Linked DNA regions of Mus musculus: region 2 is linked to region 1. Evidence: chromatin contacts called from public Hi-C data. All regions are on one chromosome and are shown on one strand. Each heading gives the region's core, a stretch centred on a gene start, on an enhancer-like site or on the middle of the called end of the contact. The rest is flanking DNA. Distances are from core to core; before and after follow the strand shown.

Region 1 (3,439 bases), core at 50-2,549:
CACCTACCAAGAGGCTACTTTAACATTAGAAAAACTTCCTCTTTATACTAACACAGATGAACAAATAAACGAATAACATACCTAAGTTGACAAAGCTCATGACCATGTCAGCATCATTCAGAAAGTTGGTATCATGTAGGCTGGCAAGAGGTGGGCTCTGGGTAGTCAGAGGAGTCCTTGGTGGTAAGTGCAGACGATGCGCATACCCATTGGGAGAGGCTGGGTATCCCTTTCTTGTCTCTTTGGCCTCTCCAGCCAGGGACACCCTCACCAAATACTCCGACTCCTCAGGGTTGTCTTCGCTAGCCATGGCATTGTAGAGATCCAGCATAAAGAGGGGGGCAGAAGATGCTTGTTTCCCTGGTGAAAAGGGCCTGGGTCTGTGAGGCAAACCCAAAATAGACAGAATTTCCCTCTGTATTTCCCGTCTCTCATGGTTCCGTAGCCTTCTATAAATAAAACTGGAGTGAACGTGATTGTCTCCCAAGCCTCCTTTTGCATAACCCACTTGAACCCAGCCGCTCCAGAGGAAGCCCACAATACCCCTAAGTAAAAATACAGTCCAATGCATTTTTGTGCAAAAGCAAAAGTCGATATTTTTAATCCTTCTTGTCCACTTGGAAAAAAAATAATAATCCAGGTTCCTTGGAAGTATACTTCACCAGGAGATGTAAAAACAAATTTACCTGTTCTTCATGACAGTGATATTTCTGAACACCGCGCCCTCAGTCCATCTTCTTCTCCTGCTTTAAATATTTTAGAACACGTCAAGAGTAGTTATTCCTTAGAAAGTTGAAATTCAGATTTCTAATTATCCACAGTTGTTAAGAACTTTTGAGAGGTTGATGTAGCAAAAGCTGGTTAAAATTATTTGATCAAATAACCTATGCATTCCTATGTGAATTTATGCTAATCAGGCCTTTGGTATTTGAACTGACGAAAGCTGGTCTTCTGATAGACTGTAGCTCCCAAGTTCTCTTCACTTGCTCTGACTTCTTCTCAACACTTGAACTCTTTCCAAAGCAAATCCTGAGGTCTGAATCACAGATCTACGCTGATCTGCACCTTGGTGTTGGAATTAGATTTGTCCGGCAGCCTAGTGATAACTTGAACATCTTTTGTATGGTCTTAGTGTAAAACAAGACCCAAGGTTATAGTGTTCAAGTAAATGTGTTTCCCTGAATTTACTTGCAATCCTCCCTGTAAATCCATTCAATCTCTTCCCCCCTTCTTACAGTTAATTCCACCTCCAGCAGGCACAAATATACCAGCCCTCTTCAAGAGAGATCTAAGGAGAAATGTAAGCACAGCCCTGCTGGGAAAGAAGAGGCTTCTCCTTGTAATTTGAAACTGGTAAAGCAAAAAGAAGTTAACCCTTTTGCTACCAGAAAAGCCTCCATTTTCGCAATTTTATGGCCATGCATGTAACAGACAACAGTGATCTATGGGGTGTACGCGTTCCAGGGAGGATAAAAGCCAGTTTTCAAGTAACAGGCTGAAAACGTTGCCACCCAGCCATACAGAAATGTTTTAGGCTTTTTGATGGAATGCATTTAATACACTTCTATATTAAGTCTCAGGTTGTAGCAAATTAACTTGGTATGACTCAGTGCCATACTTGAGATTATTTCTAGCTTTTGAAAGTCATTAAAATTTACTTCTTAAAAACTGAAAAGACAATTTTTAAAATTGGAATAAATTTATTGATTCTTAACGACAACTGGCTATTTTAAAGTAAGAAAAAGTAGACAATGAATTATTAGTAAATATATTCGATTCCAAAGAAAGAGCACTTGTAATTCAGGGATAAGAATTAGATAGCTCCAACTTAATTATCTGTAGAAAAGATTTAAGCAGAAATAATATTTATTTCTGACTATATCAATAGTTGAAATAGAAATATCTCATTTATAGTATTATCTTCCTTAACTTTTACTCCATCACCACCGAAATGTAGTCATGCTTACTACAAGATATTTATTACTAAGTGCACTCAGTACTTTGATTTGTTTTAAGTTGTACAAATAAACACCAGTTTGTTTGCTAAAGATCAGGTACCCTGCGTGACTACACACAAATTGGAAGTGGAATTTCTGAATTTTGATGGGTAGAATAGAGAAAGTGTGCACCTTTCTAAAATGCCATACCTAATCTGAGGAAATGAGCGAAGTATGTGTTTATCCTTAATGGTTAATGCCTTTAAAATTTGGAAGTCTGCAATGTTTCTCTGCCTGCTATAATTTTCCTCTCAGGCACGCATTTAACCTTAGCATTTACAGTGCTTTCATTGTCTGGGACAGCATTCCGATAGCAAGGTAAATTTATCCAGTGAATTCTAGAACTGTGGTGAAATTCTAATGTTTTATTTTTCTTTTCCGAGAGGTGTCTCATTCCTTGTTTAATTTCTTTTAACGTATTTCCTCTGAGTGAATGAAACAGTCATATTTCTCATGGTCTTCAGTTCATCAGTGAATGCAAGACACTGAGGGGGCTTCCGGTTCTGGAGGGATACGTCATTTCTCTTGTACAGATCACTAGGAAAACTTGAGAGTGCAGTTGAATGTTTTCCCTCACTGAAAATTCTGCATCATTACAGGATGCCACTGCAGTCAGAACAGCAGCTCAGAGACTACACTCAGGGAGCATTGTTGTAAAAGAGATATCACAAGGAAGAGCAGCCATGAAGATTTTCAGGGACCAGATACCACTGCAATAAGCAGAAGTTTGAACTTCTAACATCCCTGAGATTTTTTTTACTTAGCATCCAAACCAAACACCAAATTTTGGTCATCAGTACAGATTCAGATCGATTACTCTTTTGTGTTTATAAAATATATCAAGTAGGCTATGGAAAACCTCCGGGTTTTAAAATACATTTTGCAAGCTGTGAATTTGCTTTATGTCTCAAGAGCACGGTGGGGCTACAGAGTAAAATCAGCTTCACTAAAGGTAGAAGCAGTTCTTATTACATATGTATCTATCTTTTAACATACTTGAAAAATAAAAATAAAACTGACGTCATTTCTCAAAAACTGTTTTCCTGAACCATAATTTAAAATACCAATCAGTATAATTGTAATGTAATTGCTTACCCAGACATATATAGCCTTCCATTGTATTGGCAATAAGTTGCTAGCAGGCTTGGTCAGATTTTAGTATCTACTCTACCCCTAATACAGACTAGATTTAGCCCACATTGATTTTTCAAATGATTGATGAGGAGAAAAAAAAAATAAGAAAAAAAACTCCTAAGACTAAACAGGAAATGCTACTTTATGAAAAGTTAGAATTGCTTTCAATTAAGAGTAAATTACTTTACCACATCTCAATTCCTGGACAGATTTCTACCTAAGTGTTTGAGAGCAACTTGAAAGATAGGGTAGATTTTGTACCTACAAATTAGGGGGAAAAAAAAAAGCACACTTCTGAGTATGTATTA
Region 2 (3,092 bases), core at 397-2,896, 110 kb before region 1:
CATGGATATCAACACAGCTGAGTGCTGTATTGTTCAGTTATTTTCAAGCACCATCTTCTGTAAAAGGGTTGTTCACTAACTAGCACGTTTAATATTGTAACACTGATGCCAACAGTCCCCATTGCTCTGATCACATAAACAAGTGGTATACATCTCACTTACACTCAGTGACCTTCTCTGCCGTTGGTTACTCTTTACATGCATTACTTCTCTCTGTGCTCCCCTAGCATAAATCTTCACCAAGTCAGAAAACCTGCTTGACTCTGCTTCATTGATATATACCAAGTACTAGAAATAGCAATTGACACATAATATATATTTCATAAATATTTGGTGAATTAATGTACTTATTCCCTACAGTTTTCCATGAATAATTTCACAGATACATTATTTTTATTACATATTTTGCAATATATTTTTTAGATGTTAAAATTTGTATAATTGTTTTAATAAATTAAATGTAAATATAAAATTCTATTTTGCATCTGAAATATAGCAAAACGCATTTTAAATGTAAAACTTTACAAAACATTTCCTGTGTTGTCTCTGGAATCCTCCCCCACTCTTTAGAAATAACATTCTAAAATCTTTGTATTATTTCCAATGAGAAAGAGGGAAATGAATGAGAAATAGATAATATCCTTCAAAGAAATTTCGTGTCACTATTTCACCTTCCAACTTAATGACTGAATTGCAAATAAAAGAGTCTCGAACCAGAAACCAAATGGTGACTCTGTTATCTTTATAATTATTTCAAATGATTATTTGTTTGATATCAGTTTAAAAAATGAGATAGTATAATTTCCCCCTTATGTAATGATTGAATAAATATATGTTAATAGTGAGAAATAAAGAAAATTTTGTTTCAGTTTCTGTCCTCTCATTTTCAGGGAAACTTCTTCCTTAATCTGAATAATACAACAGTTTTATTGAGGCAGTGAATGAGTATGTTTTAACCATAAATATAAAATGAATATATTACATACACACATTGATAGATAGATAGATAGATAGATAGATAGATAGATAGATAGATAGATAATAGATGATAAATAGACAGACAGACAGACAGACAGAAAATAGATGATAAATATAAACTACATGTATGGTTATTAGAATTCCATGTTTATAAAAAGGAAAATAAATAAAATTTAAAAGCCCAAATATCTCATTTCATTAATAGTTTCATTAAAAGTAAGTGATATATATACACATATGTATACACACATTTTTATTCATATATATATATATATAGATGTGTATATATATATATATATATATATATACTATTACAAAAAGGTAATGAGCAATTAAATTTATAATGGATTCTTGTTCCAAGAGTCTGATGTCATGGAGAGTTATACCTGTATGCTTATTCTGTCAGAAATAAAAATTAATGGGCACTCAGTGAAGTAAATATTTTACCCAAATCAGCAAAATCTGTAGTTAGGTTCACTCTCAATAGTTGGCAGCGTAAGCTGCAGGAAGAAGGTCTAAGAAATGATGTTTATAGCTTTAAAAATATTGACTGGCAGCCCTTGGGAGATTAAATAAAATGGACATAATTCTGCTGTTGATGTACAGGTGGGTCTACAGATGGAGTCATGTGCCCAACCCCGGGACGCCCACAGATTGCCAAGAATCTTGACCTTCTCCTGGGGCTCCATACCCCACTTTATAAATCACCAGACCCAGACCTTCAGGACAGGCCACACTGCATGAAGACACATGCAACATATCTATACTCCCCTTCACAACTTCTCCCAGTTCTGACCTCCCAGTTCTGAGGGATTTGTGCCAGTCCCCTCTTCAGGCTCAGCCAGGCCCACACATCCTGTATATGGGGCAAGCCTGGTGAGTCTGCCTGACCCTATCCTGCCTGTATATTACTTAATTTTAAGACCTGAAATCACAAGAGCCTGAACCAGCCTGATGAGCTTGAAATATATCTTTCCAAGGCTCCAGGTTTAGACCAGGTGGCACATCCTAAGCCCCAGCCTGGCATGCTGTGCCCACATTAAATATACAAACAGCAAAAGACCACATGACTAGAGCTCATATTAAAAATAATATGAAGGATAAAGACACCGCCTCCACTACCCCACCAAAAATCCACCAATCCTACAGAAATGTTCTCCAGTGAGAATTATAGATGAACCCCAGGATATAGAATTTTAAAGAAAAGTCATAAACTTTATCAAAAAATGAGGAATTTAAGGAAGACATAAACAACTCAGTAAAATTATAAAGAATAAACTCAAAGTGAGAAAGTACCTGAAGGATTTGCAAGGAAACACAAACATAGGTCTGAATGAAGTGACTGAATTCACAGAAGAGAGAGAAACCATTGTCAAGAACTCAAGCTGAAATGAAGTTGTAATTGAGAAACTAAATCACTCAACTGGAAAAGTCAAGGGATTCCAACAGTAGAATGGGCCAAGTAGAAGACAGAGTAGGACTTGAAGATAAGTAGAGGAACTAGAACAAACTAGGAGAGAATATTAATTTTTTACTCATAGGAAAGGAACATGCTGGAAATGTGAGATGCCAACAAAAGACAAAATCTTTAAATTGTAGTTGAGGGAGAATAATCACAAGTCAATGGCAAAAACTGGATCTTCAATAAGATGATAGAAAAAAACTTCCATAAACTAATTAAAAGAATATTCATAAAGATGCAAGAAGCACACAGAATCCCAACAGGCATGCCAGAGAGAACCCTGTGGTAAATCATAGTTATGTCACTAAATTCACAGAAAAAAGAAAAAAAAAAAAACAAGAAAGATTCTTGAAAGTTTCAAAAGAAAGAACACAAATCGCATATAGAGGAAAAACCTACTAGAAAAACACAGCTAATTCCTCAGTGGAAACTTTTAAACCCAGAAGAACCTGAAGCAATGTATTCCAAGATCTAAATATCACAACTGTCAGTCAAGATTACTGTGTCCAGAAAAACTATATGCCAGCATTGAAGGAAAAAGAAAAGCTTTCCATGATCCAAATGGGCTAAGATATTCATAACCATCAGGCAACTCGAAGTAAAATGTGGAAGAAGTACTTTGGACAGAAGAAAGGAGTAAGCAAAATCAAGA

The links. Hi-C and Micro-C count contacts between places; a contact is called where the count stands out from the background.
Region 2: a contact with region 1 is called in a Hi-C map of cerebellar granule neurons, with 2.8 times the contacts expected there. The contact joins the enhancer-like site here to the promoter of Bmp5 in region 1. A contact is called at or near these places in 9 of 39 promoter capture datasets (the 3T3-L1 cell line, 3T3-L1-derived adipocytes, embryonic stem cells and 3 more), 16 of 484 Hi-C or Micro-C datasets (the AML12 cell line, the C2C12 cell line, the G1E-ER4 cell line and 8 more), 2 of 115 datasets of contacts at active chromatin or transcription factors (embryonic limb bud and fibro-adipogenic progenitors) and 2 of 9 other capture datasets (adipose tissue and liver).

What each region holds. Positions count from the first base shown.
Region 1 is chr9:75,773,225-75,776,663 of GRCm38.p6, reverse strand. Bmp5 (bone morphogenetic protein 5) reads right to left here and starts at 1,299. Exons shown (of 7, transcript NM_007555.4): 1 at 82-1,299. The coding sequence starts at 571.
Region 2 is chr9:75,882,540-75,885,631 of GRCm38.p6, reverse strand. All of the region lies in intron 4 of Bmp5 (bone morphogenetic protein 5), which reads right to left. Among named protein-coding and RNA genes, the nearest start is that of Bmp5, 110 kb to the right of the region's middle. Within about 2 kb of position 1,646, at least 2 of the 459 cell types and tissues checked have an H3K27ac peak or open chromatin away from gene starts, as enhancers often do. A contact at or near this core is called in cerebellar granule neurons and cerebellum, where this site is marked.